2 separate regions of the Mus musculus genome follow, and region 1 is linked to region 2. A link is a contact called in public HiChIP or PLAC-seq data. All regions are on one chromosome and are shown on one strand. Each heading gives the region's core, a stretch centred on a gene start, on an enhancer-like site or on the middle of the called end of the contact. The rest is flanking DNA. Distances are from core to core; before and after follow the strand shown. Region 1 holds the start of Phf19 (PHD finger protein 19). Region 2 holds the start of Niban2 (niban apoptosis regulator 2).

Region 1 (4,440 bases), core at 124-2,623, 2.0 Mb before region 2:
AGTTACAAAGCCAGGCTTGCTCTGTTGTCTCTGTCCCTGGAATCCTAAAGGTGCCTCTGGCCAGCCTAGAGGCTCATGACAGAGCTTCCTGTACAGAGAAGGGTTATCTCTGCAGAAAGTGGTGTGCAGCTATGCCTTCCTGGGCTGGAAGAGCCTGTCTGGTGGGGCTGCTACCAACTTCCTTTCCAGGCTCAGCCAGATTCTGCTGTGGGTCAAATCCTCAGGAGGAGCAGTAAGACCCAGAAGTAAAGGGGAATGTGGGCATGTGGAAGAGGACTCCTGTATCTCAAACTGAGGGGGCAGACAGGAGCTGCAGGCCAGACTGCCCACACCCCAGGGAGCAGAGGGCCAATGTGAACCCTGAAAAATGAACAGGGAAGGCTCTAGGAGGAAAGAGCACACCAGGAATGCACTCATCCCAGCAGGGTGTGTCTGCAGGGAGCCATTCGAGCAGGTGCAGTGGGCAGTCCAGATTGAAAGCAGGGATGCAGGTAGGGGGTGTTGACCGACACTATCTCAAGCTCTGGCGCCAAGAGTGCGTCTGGTTCAGGACACTCTGGTTTTTTTCTCCTGGAGGGAGATCTTATCTGATTGGAGCCCTATCCACAAGATCTGTCTTAAGCTTGCCCTTTTCATATTTGCCGTGTTTGTGCACATGGTCTGTGTGACTATCTCTTTTACACTGTTAACTCTACAGTGCGTGACTGGCATACTCGAGTGGGTCTTGTGGTCACTGTGTCGGGGCTCTATGTTGCTGACTTGTGTATGCCTTGCACGTGGTTTCGCGGGAGTCTATGCTGAGGGCAGTGTCATTTGAGTGTTGTGACTTATGGCACACATATATATGTGGTGTGTGTCCTGTGTCTGATTCTCTTAGGCTTTTCCTGGTCTCCAAGGAGTAGTGTGGAATGTTGGTTCTGTAAGATCAAGGTGCTGGGAGACCAACCCGGGTCGTGAAGGGTCTGGGTGTAGTAGCTGTGTGCGTGTGGTGTGCGTACGCTCGCCCAGCCGTGGTTCTGTACAGCTGTGTTTCCGCGTGTGCCCGCTGGACTCGCTGCGCGGGGGCGGCCCCGGGAGACGCTGCGGGGCCCCGCCAGCCGCGGGCTCCAATGGCAAAGCCGGTGCGGCCCCTGCTAATTACATAAGCGGGGACGTCAATAATTCGCGGGAAAACGCGAAAAAGATGGCGCCCCGCGCCCGGGGGGCCCCTTCCTGAGCTCACCGGCCCCTCCCTCCCCGCGTCCCCTCCTCCCCGCGGCGCCCCCGCCCCGCCCCGCCCCCGCCGAGACCCCTACCCCGGCCCCAGGGGCGGACACTCGGCCAGGCAGCCCTGGGCCGAGCGCACCGCCGCCGCCGATGTGCCTGGTGGCCAGACTCCAAGTGGGACCGGCTGACGCGCTGCCTCGCGGTAAGTCCCGCGCTGCGGGCGCCCCGGGAGTGTCCGCGTTTCACGCTTTAATCCCTGCACACGACCCCTCTCCTAGAAACCTAGATTGAGCCCTAGGATCCCCGGGCGGGGGCTGGAGGCTGCGCGCTTGTGGGATGGGGATAGAGATGGAGCCCGAGCGGTACCCTCAGGGCAGCGGGAGTCCCAGCCACAATCCCAACGCTGGCCAGGGTGTGGGTGACAGGTCTCCGTTTGTGGCCGTGTGCCTTTTCTTTTCCATTTAAAGCTATGGAGAGGAGGATAGGCAGGACATTTGGGATTTTGCTCACGTCCAAAGTAAGGCACGATCGGCTGGGAGCGGGAGAAAGTTTGCAATTAGAGCAACTGAGGAAAGGAGTGCCTGAAGCTGAAGGGGACACTTTCTGCAAGCTATCCTCCCCCCTGAACACCCTTTTAAAAAGCCAACGGCCGCCCTGGAGAGGCCTCGGCGCATGAATCATGCGCGCTTCCTGCCCCCGCCCGGCCCCGCGCGCCCAGTGCCGCGGATTTGAACTGGACTCCGACGGGAACCCGCAAACAAGCATTTCTGTGCCGATGGGTTTGAATCAGCCAATCACAGCCCTCGGGGGCCCTCTCCAGGAGGATGGAGGCGGGATGGGGGGGCCACCACCCGGGGGCCCAGCACGGCCTCGGGGGCGCAGCGACCCGGCTTGCCCCCAAAAGCTCAGTGGGGGAGGAAATGTCAGTTTGTGAACCTGCTGAGGCCGGCCGGCCCTGCGGTACTCCAGGCCCAAGCAAGCAGGGACCTCCCAGCTCCCAAAGAGCCAAGTGCCAGGGAAGAGGGCAAAAGTTCTGACTACAGCCCACACCTGGTGCTTGTGCCTCTGCCCTGGAATAAAAGACAGGAGGGAGAGAAGGCAAGAGGAGCTTTACTCCCATCATCGGGAGACCCAAGACCCTGACTATGCCCTGCCGCCCCAGGCCCCTCATATGTCCACGTGTATTTAGTTTTACGTATAGGACTAGCACATTGCCAGACTAACCTTCTCTGAAGAGGCACTCACATGGAAACACACCCAGAGCTGTCTTCTTGTGGGCTGGCAGGGCACCAGGTGCCCAACACCTAGGCAGAGGGAGAGACCCTGAGCAGGAGCGCCCCCACCATCCCCACACACGGCAAGCTGTGTTTGACCTTAGAGTGTATGTATGTGGAGGAATGTGATGCCAGGTGAGCCCCCCGGAGGGGAGAAAGCAATAATGCTGGCCACTCCTGAAGGTTTGGGAAGCCACAAACCTTCTGGAAGATTCCTGGAGGGAAGCTGGGTGTCCTGAGACTCCCCGTACCAGGTGCCAGCCAGTAGTAGCAAGCGACAGGCTCAGGAAAATAGGCTTGGAAAAGATGAATGAAATAATTGATGAAGAAAACTGAGACAGAGTTGGAAGCAGAATACGCTGGGGAATTGGGCAGGATGCTCCAACCATTCTAGGGTGGAGATTTGGAGATTCTCAGGCCACTGCACCAGGAGCCACTGTGGCAGGGAAGCGAAAGGCAGCACTTCAATGAGATGGGGGAGAGCCAGATGTGTTAGGTGCAATGGGAATGGCTTAGCTGCTGTGGGCAGATGTGCTTCAGACAGGTTTAAATGCCCCAGACTGGTTCCCATGAAGTCATCAGTTAATTGAGAATAGAAAGGGGAATTACAAAAGGAGGGCATGTAGCTATGTCACACGGTTCCCATGCCACCTCAAAAGTTTTCAGTACTAGGTGGGCCTTTCTCTGAACACATTTTAGGGGAAACATAACATCTTAAGTGCTTGCATCCTCAGAACTGGCCCACATATGGGACAAAGCCTCAGCCTCCTGGACTCGTAGTGGGGTTCAGATCCATGGGTCCTTTGCGCCAGGCACAGTGGGAAGATTCACTCTCTTAGAAGCAGCTAGGTATGGTATAGAGCCACCTTGACTCCTTGTGAGCCATGGCCCTGCCTCTGGGTCATCGGCCACTTCTCCTTGCGTCTCCTGTTTCCCTATCCCTAGAATGAGATAATAATGTCTCCCTCCCAGAGTTGTCCTGTCAATAAATGCATTTGAGAGCCTTACAGAATTTCAGGAGCAGGTGGCAAGATAAACATTGTTCTTTCTTCTCCGATGTCAGCAGAAGCTAATGGAGACTCAAGCTCTGGAACCAGGGACTCTGGAAGCCTTTGGTGCCACCAGTCCTAACAAGGGGGGCCTGTCTAAGACCAAAAAGAACTTCAAAGACTTGATGTCTAAGGTGACAGAGGGACAGTTCGTGCTATGCAGGTGGACAGACGGGCTATATTACCTTGGCAAGATCAAGCGGGTGAGTCTGCTCTGGTCCTTGGGCCCAGGTTCATGTGTCTTTCTGCTCATCCCTTTTTATCCCTCATGCCTGGAAACTGGAAGTGGAAGGGAACAGAGCTGTCCTCAGGGGCAATGTGGCCCAGCAGGTTCTTCAGAGAACTTAAGCAAGCATCAGACTGGACAGGGTACAGAAGACTCTCTGGCCTGCTCTTCTGTCCTTAAAAGCAGCCCCATTAAGTGGTGCCCCTGTTCCTGGTGGTCATACTTCGAAGTGGGGAGCATATCTCTCCTTCTGAAGCACACGGCCAGGAGATGGAGGAAGACTGAGACCCAGCTCCTCTCTGCTGCTCCTCCCTGCTGCTCCTCCATGCTCTCCTCTCTTTGCCTCAGGTCAGCAGTCCTAAGCAAAGCTGCCTTGTGACTTTTGAAGATAATTCCAAATACTGGGTCCTGTGGAAGGACATCCAGCATGGTGAGTGTCCAAGTGTCTACCGCCCCTCCCCCATGCCTGCTCCTCTCTGCCTTCAGTTCTTCCTTCTCTGTCACCTTTTTCTCTTGCCATCTGTGTTAGTCCATGAACTCCGTGCCTTGAGTACACATCTTGGGCCCATCAGAAAAGATAATTAAACGTCTACTCATGGATCTCTGTTCTGAATGCTCACACTTCAGGCGGGGGGGGGGGGGGGAGCAGGGCAGGTGGAAGAGGAGCTCCGGCTTGTCTTGGCAC
Region 2 (4,258 bases), core at 450-2,949:
GGTGAGAAATGGTCTATATCACCCATCCTGTCCCCAACTCCAGGCCTGGCCAAGTGACTGGATAGTCCTTCTTTGGCACCTTCTTTGTGCCCGGCCACAGTGAAGCCCTGGAAGTGGGGACACCTGCCTTATTCTAGGGTCCCTGCTATCAAGGGGAAATATAGCCAAGCACCCAACAGGACATCAAGATAATGTAGGGACACCACACTCAATGAACAGGGAGACAAATGAAACCAAAGGAACTGTCTCCTCTTCCTGTGCTCTGATAAACCCAGCTGGTTGGCACGCCAGGTCTCAGGGCCTCCTGTACTAAGCAAAGCTCACTAAGCTCTCAGCAGCCATCCCAAGAAGTCAACACCCGCCCCTTAGGAAGGCAACACCGAAGCTCTTGGACATTGTGACTGGCTCAAGCAGGGCAGTGGTGCCCCAGGCCTTTAATCCCAGCACTTGGAAGGCAGAGGCAAGTGGCTCTCTACGAATTCGAAGCCAGCCAGGTCTACAGCCACAACTACATGGTGAGACCCTGGCTGGGAAAACCAAAACAAAAGAGACTGGCTCAGGATCACACACTTGGGAGAGAAGCTGAAATTACATTCAGGACCGCCAGGCCTGACTTGCCTGTGGTCAGCCAAGCTTTGTTTTGGGATAGCCTGAGATTCTCACCCCATCTCCCACTCCCTACAATGAGCCCAGGATCCTGCACTCCACAGACTTGGGAGCAACTCCCTCTAGAGAAGTGTCCACCGCGCAGTGACAGGCTGAGAGCAAGGCTGGCAGAAGGAAGGTACTGAGAGGTACTGAGAGACTGAACTCTGGCTCTGAGAGAACCAGCTCTGGCCATAAACAGACCCCCTAGGCTGTAGTGCCAGCACTCTGCTGAGGTAAAGCCCAAAGACAGGGACCCGCCCCTTCAAGGGCACCCCATCTCTCCTTAGCCCCACTCTCCACATTCGGTCCCCGGCTCTCTAAGGGCCCATCCCCCTGTAAGCTTCAGCCACGTGTACCCGGACTGAGGCCAGGGCGAGGAGGAACAAGGCAGCTGAGGGGGGAGTCTGGAAGGTCTGACTCTGTGGGGCAGAGTCCAGAGTAGAGGTTAGGCTTGGAACGTTGTTGGGAAAGATGGGGGGCGCGACCCCTCCGCCACGCCTGTAAGTGCATGGTTCTGGCCAGGCTGGGCTCCAAGGGGAGCAGTGGGATCCAGTAGAGAAATGGGATCCCAGGCTCCTCAAAGGGTGAAAGGAGCATACAGAAGGGCCTGGAAGGGCCGTCCAGACCGAGAGAGAACAAGTTCGGAGGAAGAGTAAGGGTCTGGCCGGCTCTCGTCCCGACCTGGGCCTTGACTCTCGAGTACCGCTCCCCATGAGATCGGAGGCGTGGCCCGGGGTGCCCGGGGAGCCCCAGGCCGGCCGGGCGCTGAGCGGTGCTCACCTGCGATGTGCTGGCGCCGTGCGTCATCCAGGTGTGTGGACAGTACGTCTCCCATGGCGAGGAGAAGACGCGGCCGGATCCGCCCGCCGCTACTCAGACTGACGCCGCTGGCGCCATGGAGTCCGCAGGCCCCGCTGCCGCCGTCGCCCCGCAGCCCCGCTGCCGCCTCGGCTGCTCTCTCTGCGCTCCCACCGAGATCCCCACCGCGTCCCTCCCTCCGGCCGCTGCTGCCTCTCTAGCCCGCGCCCAAGCCCCGGCGCCCGCCCCGCCCCGCCCCGCCAGGCCAGGCCAGGCCACGCCCCTGTCGGAGCCACGCCCTCCTCTCCAGTCCAAGGCGGGAGGGGACCTCCAGACAGCGAGGAGACTTAGACAAAGAGAAGATCCCCAGAAAGGAGACCCGGGACGGACCTGCTTGGTGTGCTTCAAATTCAGATAGCAGCGAAGAAAAGGCTGATGGGGGTATCGCAGAAAACGGAGAGCCCTTGGGGCTGTAGCCTAAGCGTCTCCTCTCCCCTCCTCAAGCCGAGGACAATGTAGGGACTACAAGGGGACGCCGGGACGGACGTGTGGGAATTCAGCATTCCTCCTGCCCCCTTCCCCCAGTCTCGCCCACAGCTGCTTGCACTGGGGAAGTCCCCTAGCCTTGATCGGACCTGTCCTAGAAGGTGTGCCAACCCGTCTTGCACAATAGATAGGGGTAGACGGGGAGGGAAAATGGACAAGTATGGGGTGGAAGACTGAGGGACAAGGGAGGGGAAGAGATGGGGCGGGGGGTGCGGGGGGACATGGTTAGAGCTCAAAGATATCATCAAGAGGTCATTCCTCAGGCCCGGCTCGTGGGCGTTTCATTCGAAGGAGGCTTGCTGAACAGAGCAAAGCAGGAAGGCTATTTTTGCACTTTGTTAGACTGTCTGAAATGAAAAGCCGGGACCTCGGACTCTGGGTACTTGTACAGTAGGGCTGGGCATGGGTAGGTAACTAACAGAAGGTGTTTCGGTTTCTGGACCTCCCAAGCCGGTAGAGGAGACTAATTTGATGACTTGGTCTGCACTGCCTGTGTGACCAGGGCTGGCTGTGTTGCTGCTCCCTCACACCTCTTGGCTCACCACTATAATGCGCTCCACCAGTTATTAGCTGCTCTCCCTGTAACCCTGACACCTGGCAGCAGGATTGTAACAGTTACCTATAACTAGGCACCTGTCTTGTAGGCCTGTCACCACCACACCAGGTGATGCAGACTCTCTGTCATGCTTTCCATCAGCAGTCAGCCACTGTGGTGAACACTCATTTGCTAAGCCTCCTGCAAGATGCTGTGCTTAAGTGTAGGGGTGCATGCAGTAGGGAGGACAGATCTGAGGCTGTGGGGCTGGCGAGACGGCTTAGCTTAGCGGTAAGAGCTCTTACTACTCTTGCAAGAGCACTCCGGTCCTTTCCTGGCACCCACATCAGGCAGTTCACAAATGCCTATAACTACATTTCCCGGGTATCTGACTACTACTTCTGCCTCTACAAGCTACTATACTCACCTGGGGTGAATAAATTCATGCAGGAAAACACATGTACATATAAACAAATAAATGATAAGATGTTGAGGTCAGCCTAAACAAGCTGCAAAGCAAGTTTGAGGCCAGTCTAAGACACATAGGAAGACCCTCTTTCAAAAGTTCAATGGCTAAACTGGACAACTAGTGGTGCTCTCGTCTTTAACCCAGCACTCAGGAGGCAGAGGTAGGTGGAGCTCTTGAGTTCGAGGCCAGCCTGATCTACAGAGGGAGTTCTAGGACAGCCAGGGCTACAGAGAGAGACCCTGTCTAGAAAACATGCACACAAACATATACAGGTTTGTGTGCACACACACACATACACATGCACACACACAAGCTACCTATCCTCTATGACCCTGGACAAGTGCATTCCTTGTTGAGCTCAGTCCCCTCACCTGTCAAGTCAGAGTAATGATACTTTGTGGGGAGGCTAGGAAGAGAGAGAGTGCCTACCATAGACAGTCACTTTCTCAATAAACAGAAATGTTGTTCTGGTCCCTGCCCTCCTGAAGTCTGAGGGAGGGAACAGAACATTGTGTTATGAGGACAGTGATTTAAGCACAGTACCAGAGCTGAAAGTTGAAAAACGAGAATTGTGACAGCATGTAGCAAGGAAAGGCCACTCAGGGAGCGGGGCCCACACAGGCAAAGGGCAAGCCTGAGAAAAACAGGATGTGTTCAGAGTCACCAGGAGGAATTGGAGGCAGGCTGGCAGAGATTTTCAGTTTCCTTGTGCAGAGGTGGGCCAGAGAAGGAAAGCGACTTTTGTCCAAGTCTCACAGTAGGGACCCAGGGCCATCACAGTTGACCCTGAATGTCACTTCTCTGGGCTGCCTGAAGCAAGTGATGCTAATAAGCTCATTTTTCTCCTTTCCCTCAGCCTCAACTACAGAACCTAGAAAGGTCTGTGCTGCCTGGGGAAAGGACAGCAAGAGCCAGCTGGGCCCCACCACGACCTGACCGGCTCCTCAGCCAAGCTAGAGGCCTGGGCCAGGTGGAGGACAGTGACTGGTAGCCTGTCCCTAGCCTTCATGGTACACCCAGGCCCAGAGCCTGGGGCACATAAACTTCCCAGAACACATGTCAGGTCCCTGGCACAAGGACCCTTTCCTCTTGGCTTAAAACTCTGTTGTCTGCCATTCAACTACCCCGAGCTCCCATGACCTCAAAAGTGGGAAAATTCTACCTGGTGGTGGTGGTGGTGGTGCATGCCTCTAATCTCAGCACTCAAGAGGCAGAGGCAGAGGCAGGTGGATCTCTGAGTTCGAGGCCAGCCTGATCTGCAG

What was found. HiChIP or PLAC-seq counts read pairs in DNA pulled down with a chosen protein or histone mark.
Region 1: an H3K27ac HiChIP or PLAC-seq map of embryonic stem cells shows a contact between it and region 2, with 4 times the contacts expected there. The contact joins the promoter of Phf19 here to the promoter of Niban2 in region 2. A contact is called at or near these places in 1 of 39 promoter capture datasets (pre-B cells) and 1 of 115 datasets of contacts at active chromatin or transcription factors (embryonic stem cells).

What each region holds. Positions count from the first base shown.
Region 1 is chr2:34,910,909-34,915,348 of GRCm38.p6, reverse strand. It overlaps Phf19 (PHD finger protein 19), which reads left to right and starts at 1,373. Exons shown (of 15, transcript NM_028716.4): 1 at 1,373-1,408; 2 at 3,547-3,732; 3 at 4,104-4,185. The coding sequence starts at 3,553.
Region 2 is chr2:32,873,575-32,877,832 of GRCm38.p6, reverse strand. It overlaps Niban2 (niban apoptosis regulator 2), which reads right to left and starts at 1,699. Exons shown (of 14, transcript NM_146119.2): 1 at 1,429-1,699. The coding sequence starts at 1,483. Gm13523 (a long non-coding RNA gene) reads left to right here. Exons shown (of 3, transcript XR_003954026.1): 3 at 3,853-4,258.